3 separate regions of the Mus musculus genome follow, and regions 1 and 3 are each linked to region 2. Evidence: chromatin contacts called from public Hi-C and Micro-C data. All regions are on one chromosome and are shown on one strand. Each heading gives the region's core, a stretch centred on a gene start, on an enhancer-like site or on the middle of the called end of the contact. The rest is flanking DNA. Distances are from core to core; before and after follow the strand shown.

Region 1 (4,313 bases), core at 397-2,896, 180 kb before region 2:
TAATCACTAGATCGTGAAAGAAGCCGTGCATGTGTGGGAGATGCACGCTCAATTCATAACCGCTCAATGCTCAATACTGAAATACTCAGCCAAAGGTCCACCTCACAATTTATTAAAATGATCCTTTATTGGAGACGATGAAGAAACATTTTGTATGGGATCTAACTTATTTCTCCCATAAGAAGTAGGCAAGAAGAAGGCAAAACAGGGAAGTCCTACCAAAAGCCATGGTGGTGAATGCTATCTTGGGCATTCAGAAGAAAAATGAGACAATTTGCTTCTCCGAGCCAGAAAGACAGTTTACACTTTGCTAATACAAATGTATCAGTTTTGTCGCAGACATTTACAATGAAACATTTCATCCCCTAAGCTTATAGTTTCTTGATTTCTTTCTGCATTAAAAAACAAACAAAAGCAGACACTCATCAGAACAGGCTAATTTCTAGAGTTACAAGGAGAAACAGAAGCCAAGGGCAGAGGCTTTAATTCCCAATTTCATGCTTGGAAAACAGGTACATTAGATGGCAGATAGCCTTTATTGGAGAGGCTGCCTCAGATCTGAACCTTCAAGTGCATCATGCAGGGCACTTGTTGGCAGTCCTAGGACCTACCTCACACAGGAGTCTACAAGAGAAAACCTGTTCATGATTTCAGCCTTGCTGAAGTGTACGCAGCCTGGGATCTGGCTGCTCCGCTTTTTTGTTTTTTTTTGTTTTTTTCATAATTTTCACTTCACCCAGGAATGTCTTCTGGAAGCCCCCTGTACAATCCCAGATCTCTGCTTCCCACACCATCGCTGCATTGCCTCTTAGTTTTGTCTCTAAAGTTATAAGAGGGGAGTGGGTTGGAACCCAGTGGACGGTAGAAATGAACAGACGGGCCTATGTCCACAGAAGGCTGACTCTGAAGCCTTCTCATACAAACCTGTGAAATGGCCATGATCCAGTTGTCTGCCAAGTTTTCAAATTAGGAAGTGTTTACCCACCCATCTCTTCTCAGGGTTTACCTTCCAAGGGTGGATTTCACTAGCACATGGGAAAGCTGATTATAGTTACATAAGAAAGCCAGGGAGGGTCTCTTTGCTCCATATACTACCGTAGCAAAGTGTAACTTGGAACGTAGTGGCCACTGGAAAGCAAGGTTCAGGGGCGATGAGGAGGGAGGTGGGGTTTATAACAGTCCACAGACACATTTTGCCTATAGATTCTAAGTGCCATATGTGAATGCTTTTGTCTAGTTCCCCCACTTTCACAGTAAAAGAGAAAGGAACCCTGGGCCTTTCAGGTTTTTCCAAGAATATACTAATAGTTAAGAGGCAGAACTTCGAGGCGAACAGGTCAGGTCAGTTTGCAAAGCCTTACTACTCTATGCTTTTTACAGAGCTTCTGAAGAGCCTCTGGACAGTTACAGGCTCTCAGCTCTGCTGCTTCTTGTTAATCCTAATTTCCCCAGACACCTGGAACTTAAAATTTTAATATTTCGTTGTTGCACGTTTGCGCCTCTCACTCACGCATGAAAGTAGAGAGAAGTGAAACTGTCCGAGACTAAAAGAAAAATATTTGGAAGAGCAAGGGGAAAGGGTGTGTGGTGAGGAGGGAGGCTATGTGGGGGAAAGAGGGAAAGTCGTCCAGCAGGTGATGGGAAACAGCAGGCTCTGCCCTTCCCTGGAGCCTGGCCCAGCTCCTCAGCTCTGCCAGGAAAGAGCTCTGGGTGGGGAAGGGAAGCCCGAGCCTCTTAAACTTGGCTCTTTGAAATATTGTGGACCCTTGTGCGAGGGAGCGTCTTTGCTTTATGAGAGGATAATAAATCATCTAAGAATAACATAGTTACACGGGGAACGGACAATGAGCTGGGATTAGAATTCAAGTCTGTTTGAACTTAAAGCTTGGGCTCTAAGCCCTCCCTTCTTTTGATCTCTCTCATTACTGTAACTTCTATGAGGTCTGTCCCAAGGGCAGTTATGAATTTTCTAAACCTTTCCACTTGTGTTTATCCGTAGAAAGATGAGAGTTCTGAATTCATATGCTGGTCTACATTTAGGTTAGATCTGTACAGGCAAACAAAACCTTGTTTTCTCAAACGATTGATGGAGACCATTGTCATTTCTGAGACTCTTTTTAATGAAGGAAGTCTGTTTTGATGACTTGAGGTTTTTTATTTTTATTTTATTTTTATTTTTTTCCTGTTAGGGAGCCTGAATTGAGATGATTCAAAAGCGAGGCAGAGGCACATTAAAACAAAAGTGCCGAGCCGGTTGAAGAGGACACACACATGGCTCTTCAGAGAAAGATGGAAATGCTTCGGGCTTAGTGTTTCCAAGACGTCACTGGCTGGAAGGCGGGCCTTTGGTACTCAGCTTCTCTCACAGTCACACAGAGGTCATATACAGGACACTGTGTTAAAGATCACACTTCTGTGACTCAAAATTCAGAATTTTTTCAGTATATATGATGCTGCTTTCAGAGTGTGCAAACATGTATGTATGCACAAATAACCGTATGTTCATGGACCTAATTGGAGTTGAGTAAAATGAATTTGTAGCTCTAAACCTTTATTTGCTGAAAGCTACTTTTAAATAGTCCCATTACCTTGGATAGGTTATATGATGTGTTTTGTGTCAGTTTTCTTATTTTTTAAAAATGGAATTTGTGTGCATGTATATCTCTGTGTGAATGAGTATATGTGACTGTGTATGTGTGTGTGTGTGTATGTGTGTGCATGTGTGTGTTGAGGCCAGAGGCACTTTCTTCTATAACTCTCTAGCTTCTTGTTTGAGACAGTATCTCTCAGTGAATCTGGAGCTCACAATTTGGCTAGATTGGCAGGCTAATGACCCCCAGAGATCCTCCTGTTTCCACCTCCCCAGTGCTGGAATTACTGATCTGTACTGCGGGATCACCTTCTTCTTGTTCGTGTTCTCCTCCTCCTCCCCCCCCTCCCGCCTCCCTCTTCTCCCCCTCCTTCCTTTCCTCCTCCTCTTCTATGTGGGTTTTAGAAATGAACTCAGGCTCTCATGCTTTTGAGGTGAGCATTTCACCGACCAAGCCATCTGTCTATCTTGAAAATAGAATCTCAACCTGTTTCTGATTTTGTGTAAGTATTAATGCTAGTGTTCATGAACATCTCCAATGTAACACTTGAAATTTCATAAATGTTCAAAAGGGGCAGCCATTATTAATTCCCAAAATGACTAGTTTTTAAACAACCATTTCTTTAATTTGACCACATCCCTAACAGCTTCACAAGAAATGCCCCCGAGAATAGTGGTGGCAAAAATAGTCACTAAACGGAGAGGCGTCAGGAGCCACACCGTCCTTGCTTGCTGTTGTTTCAATGAACTACTTTTAAAGATGGCTCTGCCATCTTGTTTGATGTCGTTATGCTACTTGAATGGATTGGGAGGGCTTGGCTTTGGTGCCCATTCATGGGCCCATCAGTACAACAAAGAAGGCAGTTACTAACAATACCAGAGGAAGCAGAATTCCCTCCCCCCACCCCTTTTAGAAGGTCTTGTTCAGATTGAAGACAAGAGGGTTTGAAGACAGATTAATCTCTTTTTCCCCTTAGGCATTTTTCATTTCAGTTTAAAAACCTTCTGAGAAGCTGTGATTGCTGTGCCCTCTCACTTCAGCCACAGTCCCATTTTCAGGGGATCTAGAGTCCAGCAGTTCCCCTTTATTTGATGATAAAGATGCCACAGTGCATTGATTTGAACTGTGAAGCTCAATAGAAAACACACCTTCAGTGTTCAAAAATTGGTTGGACATTAGCCTTGGGTTGGATGTAGGGTTAGTCCTCTGAGAGGCTCTACCCAGCAGTCAGTCAATGGAAAGAGATGCGGAGATTCACACCCAAACACTAGCTGGAGCTCAAGAAGTCTTTCAGAAAAGTTGGGAGAAAGACTGAAGGACCTGAAGAGGATAGGGAAACCACAAGAAGACCAACAAACTCAACTAACCTGGACCCTTGGGGCTTTCAGAGACTGAATCACCAATCACCAGGAGCAAGCATGGGCTGGACCTAGGCCCCCTGCACACATGTAGCAGATGAACAGCTTGGTCTTCATGTAGGCCCTCCAAACATCTAGAGCAGGGGCTGTCCCTGAGCCTGTTGCCTGCCTTCTTGCCTGTGGATCCCACACCTCTAGATGGACAGCCTTGTCTGGCCTCAGTGGGAGAGGATGTGCCTAGTCCTGCAGCAACTTGATGGGGGAGGGGTTGACACCCAGAGGAGGGCTTCCCCTCCTCAAAAGAGAAGGGGAACAGAGAATGGGGAATGGGGGGAGGGTGGGGGGAGGACTTGTGTGAGGGTAT
Region 2 (4,382 bases), core at 1,739-4,238:
TTTTTCATAATGGGCTCAGACGACAGCCAAAGAAGAAAAGCATCACTCCTGTAGGGAGTGGTTTTTGGGACCGTTTGTCCACAAGGGCTCCAGCAGTATCACTTCTAGAAAACTGAAATGTAATTACAGATACCATCTCATACGCTATGTTAAAAAAAAAGAAATCCTTTATAGTAAGAATTCTTTAGGGAACCAAGAGTGACTACAAATTATCACTACCTAATAAATTAATTTCTAAGCCTCTCCTTTTACATTGTTTCCTTCTAAACTGGAACACGTCTGCAGTTGATCCTGGAGGCAGCAGAGTCTGCAGGGGTTGGAACTCTTGGTTCTCACAGACAACACCTTTCTAATCACCACTCTTAAAGACGCAGGAGACAAAGCACAAGAGGTTATGCTTTGAAATGGAATTTTGGTCATAAAATAAACAAAGAGAAGCCCTTCGTGTGACACGGCAGCCTTTAAAACCTCAACTTTCTCACCTGATCAATCCTGTGGTTTGGTTACAACATATGGACTTTGTCTGCAAACCCCTTTGAAAGAGCTGTATTGACACCTTGCTGGAATCTGCCAGCACACTCCTTAGGGCCAGACAGTCCATCTGCTGCTGCTGCTGTTGCCGCCACCACCGCGATGCTGCTGCCTCCACAGCCTCTCTCTCTGCTTTGCTTTCTTCCACTGTGATTTGATTGGGAGTTGTTGCAAGTTGTTGCTAGGGGTTCCTCTTTCCCGTAGCTGTGAGTGATGGCAATAAAGATGACTGGATGTTGTCGGCTGTTGCCATACAAATCCAAGCTCAGGTTATTATTTACAAGGAGCCCTGGTTACGGGTAGGAGGCCCTATTCTAGTTTCTACCCCAAGTGCTCTAAAGCACTGTTTCCTCTAGATTAGGACACTTTATCTTTCCAGGCATCAGTTTTTGCCTGAGTGAGAATCTAAACTGGAACATTAAGGGAAGTGTAACCAAATGCTTTGACATTTTGTAATGCCCAGCTAGCTGCTTTAGTTCCATACAGTCATTAAGATAAGCCAACAGTGTAATGCCATCCAGAAATTAAGGATAAAGAAGAAAGGAAGCATGCCATTTTAATTAAAGCTGTGGATGGGAATAATGGGGACATTCTACAGTGATTGTGTGACTGCGTCTTAATGGAGTCCGAAGAGTTTCCTCTTTGGGAAGTGTGAGCTAATACACCCACAGAGAACTGATTAGGACGGGGATATTTATATTAGATAGGAAACGCTGGGAAGCTGAGACTTCAAATCAATACCCAGAGGCGAGATGTGGGCAGCTGAGGATGTGCAAAAGAACATATAGGCTGAAAATATTCCCCGTCAACGTTGATGGTAGAATTGCCCTATCATGCTACAAGTCAAGGATAGAAACCTTGCATAGAGATGCTTGTATTTTCAAGTATTATGTCTGTATATTCAGCACTCCACCAACAGCTGAGTAATCTGGGATCTTTTAGAACAGGTCATGTAAGACACAGCAGAAGGGGAAATGAAGTATGTGTTTAAAATTGGGGTTGTAGTGATGGGTCTGGTTGTGAAGTCCTTGTTATTCCTGTGGCCCAACCCGTTTTCATTTTCCCTCAGAAGGAATCTCCATGGAGCTAACTTTTGGCATGGCCACCTTTCAAATTTGTGCAGCTGCCCTGGCTCTGGGTGGGGAGCGGAAATTTTGGAGGAAAGAAAAATTACCGTAGGGTAAAACCTGGATCCTGGCTTTACATTTAACTCTCTGCCAGAGATAGATACATAGATAGGTAGGTAGGTAGGTAGGTAGGTAGGTAGGTAGGTAGGTAGATAGATAGATAGAGCGAGCAAGAGACAGACAGAGACAGAGACAGACAGAGAGACAGAGAGCTAGGGAGAGCACTTTAAAGGCCAGTGAATGGAGGAGTATTTCACTGTCACAGGCCCGTAGGTAGCAAGTAGATGCTGCTGCTCTTACTCTCAGGATGCCCTCTGTTTGACAGGCAATCATTTCCACAAAGATTACCTCGCCCTGGGTAGCTTGACCCCAGCAACCAAGATGTATCATTCAACTAACCTTTACCCTTTGCCCCCTGCCTCTCCCCCAACTCAGAGCCTTTTCTGTTCCCAGAGGGTTCTTGACTCCACAGGCCCAGGTGGAGTCTCCTAAAGGGAAGTTTAGGGTTGCCCTACGCTTGTGGCTTGGGTATCATATTTAGGCAGAGGGTTTATTACCAACAGATTGATAAACTCCATCCTCAGAGTTCTTAGCGCCCCTACTTAGGGATAAGGCCCCCAAATTTGCATGTCAAGACTTCTTAGGGGATGCTAATGCTGTAGCCTGGAGCAAAAACAGCGCCTTTCACAAAAGAAGGGGCTGCCAAGCTCTTTGGGCTCCCCCTTTCTTTTCATGTCTTCCGGTCCCTTTCTCACTTGTGGAAATTTCCCTTTCGTGTGGCTGCCCCCTGCTTTTAGACCGCTTTTTAACAGTCCCACTCCGGTCCAGGTCCTGAATGTAGAGGAGGGCGGCCTCTCCCCAGCCTTGCGCAGCTTTATTCTCTCAGCTTGTACCACTTTTCCACGCAAGCGCTGCCGGTTGCTCGCGCTCTTGTCTGAATTGTTGACTCTCTCTTTGGACTGCTAGCATCGAGCATTAAGTGAACTCTTATTTTTCTTTTTTCTTTTTTCCAAGTTTGGGTAGGGGGATCCGGTTTCCTGTTCTCCTGTACTTAGCAGCCCTGGGGTAGCTCTCCAGAGGCTGTGTCAGAGCCAACCTCCCTCCCCACCCCTCGCGCGCCAAATCCAGCCTGGGGCGCAGGGCCATTCCGGGTGCCAGCTCTGCTCTCATATTCCATCTGGCTTCTGCTCCAAATAGTGGGGTTTCTCAGGGTGTAGAAAGCTCCCGTGTGGAGGCTTCAGGCGCCAGAGCCCGGAGGGGGGCGGTAGCAGCGTCAGGTGGCTGCTCCGCGTCCCCGAGCGCCACCCAGTCACTTCCTACTCGGCGCACAGTCTGGGCTAGAGCAGGAGCCCTCTTGCATCTCAGCCCCAGGACCCGAGTCCTCCGGAGCTGCTGGGGTTTCGGACAGCGGCAGCAGGAGAAGCTGAGATGTGACCTGCTCTCCCCAGAGATTGCCATTTCCCTCTCTGGTGCCTGCCTCGCGAACAACAGCCCGCACCAGCCAGCGAGCACTTGTCTGGATCTTCCTGGAGAAAGGAGCAGCCACTAGGCGCTCGCAAAGCCTGGACAGAACTTTGGCTGCCCTGGGTAGCTGTGAAACAGCTGAGTGAGAAGGGTGGGCTAGGAGACCAAGGGAGCAGAGAGCTAAGGAATGGGGTCTTAGCCTGGGCTAGGGGTGGGGAGAGGGAAGTCGAGTTGCTCCTCGCTCTCTCCCAGAGCCCGGGCGCGGGGCAGAGGGAGAAATGCTGAGCCCGCGTCCGGGCTCCTGCCTCCCCGGCAGCATCTTCAGCAGCAGCCTCAGCATCAGCACCGGCGGGACAGCGACAGCGGGGGCGGCGCAGGCGCACTGTGCCCGGCGGAGCCTGCAGTTCCCCAGCCCCGTGTGCGGCACCGCCACAGTCTGGGCAGCGGCGGCCGGGGGAGCGCTACTACCATGAACTGCTTGGTCCTCCTTCCCAGAGCTGCTCATCCGGGTCGGGCTGGAGACACACTCAGGGGACCCCGCCGCCGCCGCCGCGCCCCCTTTTCTTTCAGCACCATCTCCACTACCTTTTCCTCCTCTTCTTCCACCTTTTCTTCCTGCTTCCCCCCCTCCCCCGCCGCGGATCCTGGCCGCTGCTTTCCAGACCCAGGATGCCGGGGGGCAAGAGAGGGCTGGTGGCTCCGCAGAACACATTTTTGGAGAACATCGTCAGGCGCTCCAGTGGTAAGGAGAGTTGCAGTTCAGAACATTCCCTACCTTCATCCCGCCCACGGCGCCCCCGTCCTGCCCATCCCATCCCTCTTCTAAGGGGGGAGGGGGTGTAGGCAGTGGTACCTGGTGGCTTAGGGTGGGTGGGGGCCGGGAAGGAGGTGGTGGAGGGACTTAAGTTGCATCTGTTTCCTAAGAGAGATGTACCCCCTCCCACCTGTCCAGACCTTAGAGTAGGAGCTAGGAAAGGGGGTGGGTAGAGCGGAGGTCCATCAAAATAGCTTTGAATTTCACTTTGATGATGAATCGCTCCTTGTCCCATCGCTCCCCAAACAAGCTGCAAGCGCTGACCAAATTCTTAGAGCCAGTTTTTGGAGGAAGCTTTCCTTTTAAGTTGGGAATGACTGGGAAAGTGGCCACTTCATCAAATTTAAGTCACTAGGATGGCTTTTGGACCCACTGTGCACAACTGAAAGTACCCTGCCTTAGGGCGAGTAGTCGGAATTGAATCCTAAACAGTCAGTGCTTGGAAA
Region 3 (3,923 bases), core at 1,287-3,786, 130 kb before region 2:
AGCACGTGAGATATCATGTATGAAAGAAGTATATAGAATAAACGGAAGTCACCATGTTCAGGAATGTCTACTGTGTACAAAGTACTGCTCTGAGTTTCGGGGCTGTGAGTTCTTGGAAGCTGAAATTATACAGTTTAGTTCCTGAAAAACTCAAGTATTAAAACTTCTTTGAGAGGTTTTGGTGCTCAACCACCAGCCAGTGTGCATATAATTGAAACATAAAGTAACCCAGTGCCAGCAAAGTCCAGCTGGTTTGACCTCTAATGTTTTTTTCCATCATAGGCTAGCTTTATTTCCAAAGATGGTTTTGTCTTTCTTCCCAACACCACTTCGATTGGCTCACCCGAAGGACGGGTATCTGGAGACATAATTTCCCAGGCACTAAGAGCCTTTCCTTTTAGTAGATTTTCGGTTCTGTCTTTGATCAGAAAGTTCCTGAAATAAAGTACTTGCCACCTTCCTGTCAAGCATGAAGAAGACACAGGAGAAATAATTTCTGCTATGATGTTTTTCAGGACCGGAATTAGAGTCCCTTCCTCAAAGCACTTTACAACATTTTTCCCCCTCAAGATAAACCTCTTTTTGTCTTTTTGTGTTCTCATTAAAAAGTTCTTCCTTGGCCAAACTCACTATGTTTTCAGAAAAGCTCAGGAATTTGGTCTTCAAATTTCTAGGTAATTTCTACAGAGTGAAAGACCTAATAGGAAATGGACGCCCTTGCCAGCTGCGAATCCCTCCCCTGTCAGCTGTGTACCACTGCTGCAAATAGGTCCACTTAAAAGGAAGGGAAGATGGGGGTGGGGGGAGCCCTCCAGAGAGGATGACAAGCGTCTGCTTCCTATGGAGGGAGGATTTCAAATGGCCACACAGCAGAGCTCCAGGCTGACTTCCTGTGAGGGCTTCCTTTAGGCTGATCCTGATCCCAAGCCAAGGTGAAGAGAGAGACATTTCCCTTCCACCAGACCCCAGAGCTCTGATAACTCAAGGGCAATCGATCGAAGTGTTCAAAAGCACTATAAAACTGAGGCCACAGTAAGTCCAAGGCAACGGGTCAGTTCACATAGGGGAAGCTTAGGGGTGGCAGCTATGTCAAGAAACAAGGCATGATGCTGACTGACATCACCACAAACCTTCAAACCCTCAAACACTAAAACTCCCCTGAAAGGATTAAGTTGTGACTACAGCATCGGGGTGATCACGGTTTAAAATACTAGATACTCAAATTTGTCTTTTCAGGACATAGTTGAAAACGATTTAATTGCATTTGAATTTTTTACTTTAAAAAACATAGCCATCTTTTACTTAATTTTCCACTTAGTATTTAAAAGCGTGGGACACTTTTCTCCTTATCTACCATCCCAGAAGAGTGAAAGTACAAAATTTAAGCCCCAAGTAATCCAGGAAAAAAAAAAAAGAAGGTTTTATTAGCTGGTTCTATTAGCCGTTTGATCATGACTAGCATGGAGTAGAAAAAGTTTAGAGAGTAGAACACTTTCCATGTGTCTAGCGGTGATTTTTTTAAAATGGAATATTTTGCAATACACTACACTTCAAAAAAAAATAATTACCGTGAAAAGTTGAAGAAAGTTTAGGCAAAAATGTTGAGAAACATTTCTGGAGGATATTTCCCCAGGATTGCACATTTGTTTCAATAGGAGAAGCATGTGAATGGATGTACAGGGTCTCCGCAGGATCCTAGCACCATTCTTGATGGAGTTACCTGGTACCTGCCAGATCCACATCAGTCTGTGACTTTCTGGCGAAAGCCAGGTCCCTCTGAACGCTAGGTAGCTGTGCCCAGAACCCCACCGCTCATCTAGACGGAGTTGGTCCCCACGCTTTCCTACCTGCGTAGTGGTCAAACACAGTGGGCACGTATTCCTCTGGGAAGGCGTCGTTGGCGTAGCTCATCAGCAAGCAGGTCTTCCCCACCGCGCCGTCCCCGACCACCACGCACTTCAGGATCCTGTTCTCCTCATGTCCATTGCAGCCGCAGCTGCTGTCGGTCCTCTCTCTGCAGCTCATGTTGGCGGCTCCCGCAGCAGCTGCTGGGGCTTCTGCAGTGCATGGAGCGGTGGCACCGGCCCCAGGCTGGAGCTCAGGCGGCCTGACTCTGGCTGGCCGGGCTCTCCCAGGCACAGCCCAGACACACTCGAGCCCCGCAGCTCACCATGCTGGAGAAGGAAGGCACTCTTGGGAGGAGGGATGAAAAGGGTCTGTCCCTTTCTCCCAATCCCAACGGAGAAGTGGAGTTGGGGGTAGAGCTGGAGTTAAGAAACTCTCATGTCCATAGACTTCCCGGGACTTCCTGGCAGTCTAGAAATATCAGCAGCCCGTGAGAATCTCACTCTACCCTCCCCATCCCCAGCCTGGCTAATGACACGGTGGGATTTGGATAACTCCTGCCCGGTTTTCCACCACACAACTAATATGGAGGAGAGAAGGGCTTTTAAACGGAGTTTCCCCCCCCTCGCTTCCTCCAGCTTGCCGAGTGTCAGGAAATCGTGGGTTTCCTGCTGCATTCCATATTAGGATCAGTGGGCCGGGGAAGGCGGCAACAATGGGGCTCTGTGCGTGTGTTTGGACTTCTGGGGAACCAGGCCAGGACACGGAGAGGGGAAAACACTAGGGGTCCTGCAGCCAGCTTAAGCTGTCAAACTTCCTGCTTTATCCCCTGCTAGCTAGCCAGGCTGCTGGCTTGTGGCTGGGAAGAAGCCAAAGAAGAAAGGATGGAACCCGGGGAGCAGTGTCTGCCGCGGAAACTAGGGAGAGGACTGAGTTTGAGAGCTTGAGGGAGCTGAGAGGACCTCATAGGGATTGCAGGCTAACATATGACGTCATCCTCCCTCCCTGACTCACCAGTTCAAATCGACAGTTTTTTTTTCCCTTAAACGAGAATCTCAAGCAATTCTTTTCCGCAACAAGGAAGGAAATCTTCCAGAGTCACACGATTTTGAAGAGGGGGGAACGTTGTGCAGGTTGTAGGTATATTATGAGTGACCAAGTTTACAAGTCTGTGTTTGAGCACAATGCTCAAATATACATTTCAGACTCCCCAAAACAACCCCAATGATTTTTTTTTAAACAGAGGAAATCAATCAGATATTGGGCTCAATCAGATATGCTGAGCTCAGGACTCACACTTTTGGAAGTGAGAGAGAGAGGCACATAGTGTGGCCTTTTGGCTTGGTTAGAGTCTCTAATGCTGTGTATGCATAGAGGCTTCTCCTTTTCTTCGAATCATCTCCCCCTGGGTAGGCCCAGCTCTCCTCAATGACACAGGCGCATAGCAGCCAGTTTGGTGCCTGAGAACGAAGCCCCATTTGATAATGGACAACGTGAACCTACAAATGATTTTGACGAATGGGTTAAAGTAAAAAAAACCCTTTGCTTTCCTATGAGATTTTGAAGATTGCAGATTATCTAAGGGCTTTGAGCGGTTTCACTGTGGCCGGGACGGGGAAAAGTCAGCTTTAGTGACTGTCAGTAACTTAGGTACCTACAACTCATGTGCATGCTGTCAAGGTACAGAGTCCACACCTCTTCTGTTTTGAATAGAGTAAAACTTGCCATGATGCTTGGTGCCCCAACATTTCTTTCCTATGAAAGAAAAACATTTCAATTAGGTATAGAGTGTATCAGGGATGTTATGTTACCATAACAATAATCCCCAAAGTTCAGAATTCGAAATAACTTTCTCTTTCTTCCTTCCTTCCTTCCTTCCTTCCTTCCTTCCTTCCTTCCTTCCTTCCTTCCTTTCGTTCTTTCTTTCTTTCTTTCTCTCTCTCTCTCTCTCTCTCTTTCTTTCTTCTTCTTCCTCCTCCTTTTCCTCTTCCCTCTTCTTTTCCTCCTTCCTTCCTTTCCTCCTCCTTTTTCTCCTCCCCTTCTCCTCCCCTCCTTCTCCTCTGCACCCTCCGTTTCCT

The links. Hi-C and Micro-C count contacts between places; a contact is called where the count stands out from the background.
Region 1: a contact with region 2 is called in a Hi-C map of uterus, with 2.4 times the contacts expected there. The contact joins the enhancer-like site here to the promoter of Kcnh5 in region 2. A contact is called at or near these places in 9 of 39 promoter capture datasets (the C10 cell line, the HPC-7 cell line, embryonic stem cells and 5 more), 4 of 484 Hi-C or Micro-C datasets (embryonic fibroblasts, embryonic stem cells and uterus), 4 of 115 datasets of contacts at active chromatin or transcription factors (SST interneurons, embryonic stem cells and forebrain) and 2 of 9 other capture datasets (embryonic stem cells and liver).
Region 3: a Micro-C map of embryonic stem cells shows a contact between it and region 2, with 2.6 times the contacts expected there. The contact joins the promoter of Rhoj here to the promoter of Kcnh5 in region 2. A contact is called at or near these places in 4 of 39 promoter capture datasets (the C10 cell line, the SN4741 cell line and embryonic stem cells), 1 of 15 datasets of contacts at CTCF or cohesin (the NIH/3T3 cell line), 10 of 484 Hi-C or Micro-C datasets (cerebral cortex, embryonic fibroblasts, embryonic stem cells and 5 more), 5 of 115 datasets of contacts at active chromatin or transcription factors (astrocytes, embryonic forebrain, embryonic stem cells and 2 more) and 4 of 9 other capture datasets (adipose tissue, embryonic stem cells, macrophages and 1 more).

Annotation. Positions count from the first base shown.
Region 1 is chr12:75,350,059-75,354,371 of GRCm38.p6, reverse strand. The region is part of intron 1 of Rhoj (ras homolog family member J); the gene reads right to left. Among named protein-coding and RNA genes, the nearest start is that of Rhoj, 44 kb to the right of the region's middle. Within about 2 kb of position 1,646, at least 37 of the 459 cell types and tissues checked have an H3K27ac peak or open chromatin away from gene starts, as enhancers often do. A contact at or near this core is called in uterus, where this site is marked.
Region 2 is chr12:75,175,938-75,180,319 of GRCm38.p6, reverse strand. Kcnh5 (potassium voltage-gated channel, subfamily H (eag-related), member 5) reads left to right here and starts at 2,988. Exons shown (of 11, transcript NM_172805.3): 1 at 2,988-3,864. The coding sequence starts at 3,792.
Region 3 is chr12:75,306,926-75,310,848 of GRCm38.p6, reverse strand. Rhoj (ras homolog family member J) reads right to left here and starts at 2,536. Exons shown (of 5, transcript NM_023275.2): 1 at 1,848-2,536. The coding sequence starts at 2,025.